3 separate regions of the Zea mays genome follow, and all the other regions are linked to region 3. A link is a contact called in public Hi-C data. All regions are on one chromosome and are shown on one strand. The core of a region is the stretch at or near the end of the contact, and the rest is flanking DNA. Distances in the headings are between cores, read along the strand shown. Region 1 holds the start of LOC103630768 (protein MIZU-KUSSEI 1). Region 2 holds the start of LOC732730 (absence of first division 1). Region 3 holds the start of LOC103630775 (auxin-like 1 protein).

The links. Hi-C and Micro-C count contacts between places; a contact is called where the count stands out from the background.
Region 1: a Hi-C map of tassel shows a contact between it and region 3, with 3 times the contacts expected there. The contact joins the promoter of LOC103630768 here to the promoter of LOC103630775 in region 3. A contact is called at or near these places in 3 of 25 Hi-C or Micro-C datasets (bundle sheath, leaf and tassel).
Region 2: a Hi-C map of bundle sheath shows a contact between it and region 3, with 1.8 times the contacts expected there. The contact joins the promoter of LOC732730 here to the promoter of LOC103630775 in region 3. A contact is called at or near these places in 2 of 25 Hi-C or Micro-C datasets (bundle sheath and tassel).

What each region holds. Positions count from the first base shown.
Region 1 is chr6:177,459,848-177,462,712 of Zm-B73-REFERENCE-NAM-5.0, reverse strand. It overlaps LOC103630768 (protein MIZU-KUSSEI 1), which reads left to right and starts at 1,514. Exons shown (of 1, transcript XM_008651832.4): 1 at 1,514-2,865.
Region 2 is chr6:178,058,891-178,062,059 of Zm-B73-REFERENCE-NAM-5.0, reverse strand. It overlaps LOC732730 (absence of first division 1), which reads right to left and starts at 1,848. Exons shown (of 20, transcript NM_001112359.2): 1 at 1,613-1,848; 2 at 1,361-1,429; 3 at 1,195-1,253; 4 at 1,043-1,087; 5 at 918-937; 6 at 735-811. The coding sequence starts at 1,665.
Region 3 is chr6:177,722,445-177,725,692 of Zm-B73-REFERENCE-NAM-5.0, reverse strand. LOC103630775 (auxin-like 1 protein) reads right to left here and starts at 1,445. Exons shown (of 8, transcript XM_008651838.3): 1 at 848-1,445. The coding sequence starts at 1,281.

The DNA.
Region 1 (2,865 bases), core at 265-2,764, 260 kb after region 3:
TGGCCATTGGACTGAACTTGTTTGGAGATGAACTGTTGTTTCGCTCAACATTTGTCCATCTTAAGCCTTGTTCGTTTGTGTCGGATTGATGGGTCGGAACGATTCCTAGCCGGATTGCTTCTCTAATTTATATAAACTTTGATTAGCTGGAACGATTCCGGGTGCAATCCGATGTAAACGAACAAGGCCTTAAGGTTGTTCCGATCCATTTGGGTTTTCAGCTCCTCTTGAATCAATCCAATGACATTGACTCTGGCGAAGAGCGTGTCAAAATTCTCCATGACTTGTCGTCCTCCCTCCGTGCTCTTGGACATGGCGGTGTCCAACAAGATCTTGATCTGCATCCAAGGTTTTAGGTGGAGCCGTGGTGACTGATGCAAGAAACCTCTGCGACCCATACCCTATTTCGTGCTTAGCACTGTCTTCGCCTGCCGACTGCCGGCCGCCTCCATGCCATGTCGTGTCGGTGTCGCCGGACGGCATGGGCCTGCCGTTCTGTAGCTCCGTGGCACCCTCCAGTACCCATCGCAGTGAGACCATGTTTGGTCTTGTTGTGCCTCCTCATTCTGCCTGTCAGCTGTCACCGTCCTTCCAGAATTCCCACCGTGCTGCATGTTAGGTGGCCGGCATTGGTTGGGGCGGCCGTGCTGTGCCGGCAGCCGTATCGGCATGCGATGCGACTATGGGGGTGTTTGGTTACACCCCGCTAAAATTTAGCCCATGTCCCATCGAATGTTTGAACCTCCGTTCCGGGTATTAAATGTAGTCGGATTATAAAACTAATTTGTCAGCCGAAGATTAAAAGACGAGACAAATCTAGTCCAGTTGGTTGGGTCTATATTTCATACTCCTATTTAAAAGTCAAACGCTTGATGTGACCCGGGCTAAACTTTAGCAGGAGCAACCAAACACCCCTATGCGAGGAAAGGAAATTCTCCGGCCCAAAGGATTCTGCTGGCCGTATGGCTGGCTGCATCACGTCACATCTGCACTTCTACCATGATAGGTTATTTCCTCACCTAATTGTAAATACGTGTACACGGTGCTAGAGAGTCAAAACGGTCGGTTGATGACACATGTCATGCTCATCACCAGTATTTATACGCAGGTGTACTTACCCGTTGATTTGATTTTAGTAGAGATGAATTTCTAGGTATAATTTGTGTGTGTACAATGATCTGTCGCGGCGGACGCAGATTGGGATGTATCATGTACACGGCTAAATTTGGGCCGTTCGATCGATCGTCATTGATGAGTGGAAGGACAAGGACTGTTGGTGTACTGTAAACAGCTAACGTGATACTTATGTCCTACACAACACGAAACCATGCAAGATGCAGCAGACGCGAAATTAAAGACCGGGGGCCAGGGCTGGATTGAAGAAGGCAAGGCGGCCGCCGGCCAGGGTCATCATCCAGCGGACATTAGAAACAGCGGCCAGGGTCCGTAGCAGCTTCTGCAAAGCTGAAACAAACCGGGCCTAGACTAGGGCGGCGACGCCGCGACGGACGGAGCTAGGCCGCGGCCCGTGTCGTCTCTGGCCCTCCTCCCCGCCGATCGCGTCGCACAGCACGGGCACGGCGTCGTGGTCTGGTCTCGTGCTGTCGTGCAGCACTAGCAACAGTACCAATCACAGCTACAGAGTGCTGACGTACTAGGACGGTGAGGCTGGCAGCTCGTACGGCGTGTCACGTCGCCACCTGGACGGCGGCCTGCGCCGGCGCTGGCTCTTCCGACGCGGCTGGTCCCTTGCCGCCACGCACCGTCGCCGTCGGTCCCCTGGCTGGCAGTGGCAGTGGCAGTGGGTGGCCGGCCTTCCACCTGTGGCTTGTGTGGGCTGTGGCGGTGTGGCTGGCCTATGGCCCGGTCAAAGCAAAGCAAGCGAGAGCAGCAGCAGGCCAGCAGCTTTCGCTTTGGAATTTTGCCGGGCCAGCCGCGTCTTTGGGTTTGGGACCCGCGCTCGCGTGGTGCTGGTGCCGCCGATCCCCAGGCAGCTTTTGGCAGCGGGAAAAAAACAGCAACGGCCTACTCTCCCCGTCGTCTTTCTGTTCTGCTCCTGCAATCTGCCGCAGCCGTCCTCAGTCTGTCACGTTCTCACCCGCTCGCTCACTCAACTCATTCCCGGTTCTAATGAAAAAGAAAGAAAGAAAGTTGCACACCGTAGTAGTAGTAGCAGCATTACACGAAGAATGGAAAAGGAGTAGGAATCGCATGTTACAGTAGCGTGTTCCAGCTCGTAGATCTTGAGAAAGATTTCAGTTAAAGAAAACGCTCTAACAGAGCCACATAGATGAAACAAAACGGTCTGCTGTGAAACGAAACGACCAAAACTCTGGAAACTGATGCCTTGACAGGCAGGCTTACCAACAAATGTTCGTTCCTTCTCTCTTTTTCTCTCTCTCTTGACAGTGGAGAAATGTTCTCGCACGGTTTTACTGTGTTGTTCTCAAGTCAAGATGTATTGGCAAACATAGTGTTTCCATGTGCGCTGTTTACAGTTTTTATTGTGCTCGCTAGGAGAAGAGCAGCTGAGCCTGTGGCTCTATGAACTTCGGTTCGGTACAGTTAAGCAAAGCGGCACCGCATCTGCATGCCCATCTCCTTCAATATCTAAATGATAAAAAGATGACAGAGTTTAGATTAATTTCTCATAATATGTGACAGTGACAGGTAAATAACTCTAAACTGTATATATATGTTGTTTTTTAGAGTTATTAGAGCAACAAAAGAGGTACTCCAAAAATTTGTGCTCTAGTTCTAAAAACTCTATAAAGTTTACAACTATGTAGTTAGAGTGTTTGACATGCTTTGATCAGCTCAGTTTTGCTCTGTAATCATGACAAACACGTCCTAAGACGTGCTTAA
Region 2 (3,169 bases), core at 599-3,098, 340 kb before region 3:
TCATTTCCAGTTCTCAAAGGTAATGAAAACCCTTTTAAGATAGCATTATTTCTCAAGTACAGTATTGTATAGCTAGCAAATGGACACGCTAAAGAATATGCCAAAAGATACTCCAACGACACGAAGATGCTCACATATTGGAAGGAGAAAGTAACTGTTGCACCAAAATATGCTAAATGCAAATCCATCCACCTCCTATTCTGATATCTCAAAAGTCAAAATTATAAATATAAATAAAAAAATAAAACAGCAAGTGATTAGGCCAGTTGACAGAAGATCATTGGGACTCATACATCAGATATCAGAGTATCAGACAGTGGATGTGAGTGCTTCAGCAAGCACAAGGGCCCAGTGAGTAAGGCACAACAAACTACCACGGGAATCGCCAACATGTAGCTGTGAATCCCATTTTCGTTTCCCACGGCACACAAATTGCACCAGATACCAATTCAGTTCAAGCAAACTAACACATATCTATCTCCTAAGAACTTCCATGAACATCTCAGCCAGATCACAACATTCGCCAATCCAAACAACCAGATGAACACATCACAGCCTAAACGCACACACAACAATCTCTGTTTTAAGAAAGCTAAGAAGCAAACACCAAGTCTCATCAATAACAACATCAACAGCATGAATGCAGTGCAACCTTACTCAAACCGAACCCCCTCAACCCCAGCATGTAACATCTATAAACGCTTAGAAAGGGAGGAGACCGGTAGCACACTTACTTGGCTTGAGTTTTACCCTTGGGGAGGACGGTGGGGTCTGTGACCGGTTTGATCCGCCATGCCTCGTTGATCTCAGTCTGCACGAGAAGTTAGTGGTATAACTCGAACTGAATTCGCAAGGATATTCAAATCGACTGACCAGGACACAGAAAACACTCGGGCAGATCCTGAACTAGTTCTTACCAGAAGCCGAGAGACATCAGCTGCGAGAAAGAGAACACATGATCGATTTTAGAATTGGGATGATGAAACACTGGGAATTCAAACAAAATCAACATCAAGTAGGATGTAGGGAGGAAGAAACTTACTGTAGAGAAGCTTCACCTTCCTCTCGTACACGATCACCACGCCACCTGCTCACGCATTTCGAATTTTCGACCATGGAAATTGGAACGTAAAAAAAAACTATCCAAAAAATGGGAGGAACAGTTTTGGGTGGCGCAAGCAAAATCGAACTCACCCATGAGGATTCCAGAGAGCCTCAGAGCCATGGGCACCGAGGGGTTCAAAATTTCCTCACTAAAAGTGAAACACACAAACAAAAGTCAGCAAAAACAAATAAAAAAAACACAAAAATAGCAGTCAAAACCGTGCGGAACTCGAATCCCTGGGACCAGTTTCCCCACCAGATTTTGATGATGTCGAGCTTGTCGAGCCGTTTGCGGTTGATCTTCGAGTGGAGCGTCGCCGCCATCCTGAAACCACAATGCAAACGCAGTTAGTGACCGCCAAATCGGCGCGAGCGTGGCCATCACTGTGGGTCGATGCCAGGATAAGGCATAGAACCAAACGCATTGCAAGGAACAAGGAAGGGAAACGAGCGCGATTAGAGCCCGCAACGAGAGGCATAGGAGGTGCGATCAAGGGAGCAGACGCGCCATATCTGGCCGAGCGGCGCCTTCCGCGCGAGAAGCTGATGCGAGTAGAACATTCTCGACCGAACGGGCAGAGGAGGAGGAGGAAGAGGGCTCGGAGCGGAGCGGCGCGCCGCCGCGGAGGCAGCGAGAAGCGAAGTGTGTGTTGGTATGGGGGTTTTGGCCTCGGCTAGGAGAGGCTGGACCGCTGGACCGCTGGAGAGCTGGGTTGTCTACTTGTCTCTTGTCTCGTAATCTCGTTCTCGTGGAGAAAAAGAAAGAAACGGGGGCGGATCGGTTAAATCGTGCGCGTGGGGAGGGCAATATCGGAAACCTATCGGGGGTCGTTCCGCGCCATTCGCCCATTCCCACGTCCTCATGTAGCCACAGTGCCACACAAATGATGTGAAGCAATCTGGGTATCTTTGGTTCAGGTCATTTAGGGTTTGGTATTATATAATCTAAATTCTATGTAAATAAGCTAGTGATAGACAAACTAAGTATGAAGCAACTTATGTGATAAAATTATATAATCTAGTACTTGAGATTATGATAACCCTATAAGCTTCTCAAAAGATGCTTATATCAGCTTATTTTTAATAAAAGACCCACTATTAATCGTAAGTTGATGAAAATTACCCGGTACTGCCATCCATCTACCCATGATCGTTCTCACCTAGCCCAACTTAGACTTGACCTCTCCTTCTCCTCCCTAATGATCTCCTCCGAACCCTAGCCGCTAGTGTTTCATATGGTTGATTCTAGACCGCCATGGATCCCAACAATGTTGAGGATAACCTTTCCAAAGCTTTGGAGCACCAAAATTTGTTGCCACGATGCGAGCTCGTCTTCGATTGTAACATGTATCATGTTAGCACGCTGAGAAAGGAGACACTGATAGCCCCGACGTATGCGGTGGCTTGGGGCATGGCGTTGGACAAGGCGGTTGTGTATCCCAGAGGTGCAGAACTACGATGTTGAACACGGATAGACCGGCTTAGTGCGTGGTCTTAGGCGTGGATCAACCAATGTTCGGCGCAGAACTACCAGTAGCCTGTCGCGAGGCACGTCACGCGACATGGCCAGCGACATTGGACACAGCGCAACCTCCCTAGAGTTTAGCACTAGCAGAACAACACCTATAGATACATTGAACTCCATAGTTCATTGTATTGCATCTATAGTTATGGTCACTGCAAGGATGTAAATGTTACATAATTTGTTGGAATAATAGAAATAAATCAAAACAAATAACTACATTATGAAGTATGTCTTAAAAGAACCATCTAGGTTAAGTGTGCTTGGTCTAGAGCAATCTTAGGATGTGTGCCCGACCGACAAATCCTCCCTAGTTCGTATGAGTGAGGATAAAGTGCGCACAAAAGACTCGTGTTGGTTTGTAAGGATGGTTTATGGTTCTAGAGGGTTGTCAGGAGTAAGTATCACTGGTCCGACAGTGGATGAGATGTTACAAATGGTATCAGAGACGACCCTCGTGGTTTCACGGACGTGTGTAGGCTAGGGTTTTGGGTATATGTTGCACGACGTATGTAGGCTCAGAGTGGTCAAATGGCATGGAAT
Region 3 (3,248 bases), core at 196-2,695:
AGGAAAACCGTACCAATCCTATGAATTTCGTCCACGGCAAATGTTGAATACTTGTTATCAAGTCATCCAACTCTTCTTCAATGCTCAACTTTTTTAAATCCATGGAAATAGACAGTGGTTGTAATGTCCGCCGTATGAGGATCTCCACGATGTGATTACAACATTACACATAAATCTTAATTCGAACAATATATATTCACATGAAAAAATAAACAAAAGCCCGCAAACAGCGAATCCTTAGTAGAGACCCTCAAATGCCATAGAAGCACAAAGGGGGGGAGGGGGCAAATGGCAATACCAGCACCACCTGGTGACACCATTTCACGCTGAGCCGAATAATGAGTGAGTAGAAAAGGCTCTGCTTTTCTCTCTCAAAGAAGGGAGACACCTTTACGAACCAGAAAATGGAAAACTGTCCCAGTAACGCTTAATGCTGCATAAACAGCTTCTCCGACGCTAACACCACTCTGGACGCAGAGCAAAGCGGCGTAAAAAGGAGGATCGGAAGAGGCACCTTTACAACGAGAAGAACGGTAGATGTGCAATGTTAAAAGCCCGCAAATCCCCCCTCTCACCCACCTAACCAATCATCCCACCAACAGACTAGGACGTGACACGGTCGCATTTCCGAATGGAGGAAGCAAATCGTGAACCCCACTCATCGCCGTTTTCCGAATCAACGTCTGCAAACGAAGAACGCGCAGACCGGGGAAGCAGTAAGGGCCGCCCGCGCTGTTCACCCAGCCGGAAACACACACACACTGACACACATAGAGGGAGAGAGGCAGGCGACGACTGTCGGAGAGGGTCAGAGGGCGGGAGGGAGGGCGTGCAGCACAGCGCAGACCTGGTGGAGCTCCCGCTGGACGAGGCGATCTCCGGGTCCGTCTCCCCTGCGGCGTCGGGAACGGGCTCCGGCTGCGGCTCGCCGAAGAGGTCCTCGTACGGCAGCGCAAAGTCGGCGAAGTCGAAGCGGCCGAAGATCTCCCCGTAGTCCCCCTTCCCGCGGCAGGCGAAGAAGCCCTCGGCGGCGGCGAGCGAAGGCGCGGGCGGCAGGTCTAGGTACGGGATGGAGCAGGTCGCCGCGACGCCGCCGAACACCTCGGCGTAGTCCAGCGGCGCGGCCCCGAACGGCGCTGCGAAGCGCGGCGGGCCGCCGAACACGTCCCCGTACGCCGCCCGCGCCGCCGCCGCTCCTCCTCCTCCCACGCCACCAACGCCCACCGCTCCCGCCGCCGCTGCCTTCCGGTGGTGCCTCCTCTCCCTACGCGCCGCGTCCATGGCCGCGCCACGCGCGAGCGCGCTAGGGCTTTCTCACCGCCCCGCTCCCTACACCCTGGTCCACCCTCTGTGCACAGGGTTTTGGGGGGGCGAAGGAGGAGAGGAATGGAGGGGGGAGCGGGAGGGGAGGCGAGAGCGAGGTTGGGGGAGTGGGACTGTGGGAGGCGAAGCGGAGGCCAAGCGCAGGGACAGGGGCGAGCAGGCAGGCGGGCAGGGCTTTACTCGGGAGTTGCGGTGTTTGGGACGGTGTCCGTCCGTGTTTTACCATTAAAAAAACTGCCGCGCCTGGGTCGCCCCGTCCTTGTGTGTGGGGACCATGGCAAATTGGCATGGGCACCACGGCCCGCGGTGTGGAAGGGCTGCGGCCCTCGGTGGCGTTGGCTGTTTTTTTGCGTTGCGGCCGCGCGGAAAAGCGTTGTCTCGCTCCCATTCCGTCCCGTCCCATCCGGCCGTCCCAGGGGAGGAGGACGCGGGCGGAACCGCGTTGGCGCGGGTCCCTATCCCTGTCGCTTCCTGCCTGATGCCAGCTACGGCGGGCGCGCGAAGCCTTCGGGCGTTGGCCGTTGGATTGGAATTGGACGAAAGACGGCGGCGGCTTCGTGTTTTTTTCACCGTGCCTAGGCTTTGTCGCAAGCTCCTGCAGAAAACCCACTACTAGATAAGCAAATTACTGATCAAATGAAATCTGCTAGCACACTAAGGAAAGTTTGAAAGCACCATGATTTCTAGGAAACTGGTTTCTGTCTCCTGGATCGTGTTTTAGGAGAGCTGCTGGAAACAGGATCGTGTTCTCTCAAGTTCCTCCAAAGGGCTCATCCTACGTGTGATTTGGAGGTCCTCACGCCGAGAGCAGGACAAGTCCCCGTGGCCCGTGGAAGTGGACGGAGCTCACAGTGCTCCTCCACCTGCACGGCGTACACGGTGGCGCTGCCGTGCCTGCCGTCAGAGACATCGGCCGACCATGGACACACGCATTGACACCCGGAGTGTCTCAGCGACTCAGCCTCAGCCTGAAGCCTCGGCGCGTGGACAGCGACGCCCGCGCGCTCCCTGTTCCAGCAGATGTCCTTCCCGGCGTCGCCATGCCCCACGTCCCGATCACGGCAGCTCCAATTCATGGCCATGAGCGGTCGATCGAGCGAGCCGAGGGGAACTGGCACGCGTGCTTGTGGTTTGTTCGCAGTCAGGCACGGCGTCTGTTTCGTGGTCGTTGAGTAGCTGACATTCGGACACGGACGAGAGCGAGAGGCACGCGCGTAGTCCTTGGACGCACTGCAGATAGGAGTAAAAGCCCCCCAACGGTTCTGTCTGTCAGCAGCACGCTCTCGGCTCTCGGATGAGAATGACAGACACTAATCCGTGCGTCTCATCATGGTTTGGACGACATTAGATAGACGGGACGGGCGCGAGGTTACTTGCACGCTAATGAACCTTGTTTGCGCCCTTGCGCGTGCGAGACATGGCAGACTCACTGACAGTGAAAGAAAGAAAGAAAGAAAGAAAGAAAGAAAGAAAGAAAGAAAGAAAGAAAGAAAGAAAGAAAGAAAGAAAGAAAGAAAGAAAGAAAGAAAGAAAGAAACGGCTCGGGCAAGGAGGGACGATCCAGGGCGTGTTGGATGGTCGCCGGGAGCCTGCCGAGCACGCGCGCTGGCTCTGGCATGTACAGGCAGATCGATAGATGTACGTGGGCGGCCAGGCAGGGGCAGCCATCAGTGTGGTCGCTGGTCTCTGCTTCCCTTGGCATTGCCATGCCCCTCATTCCCAGTGAAACGAAATCACCCACGTCCGCGGCAGCCCTGGACGACGAACTGCATCGTCTGCATCATGAGAGTCCCCCCGCTTTTGCTGCATGGGGAATGGATTGTGGGCGGCGAACACGGCGAGTGGACGGCCTCATTCCGGCGTCCTCCGCGTGTTCCCTCCCTCGGCACGAATCATTGCCCTTCTTTCTTTCTTTCTTTCGTTCT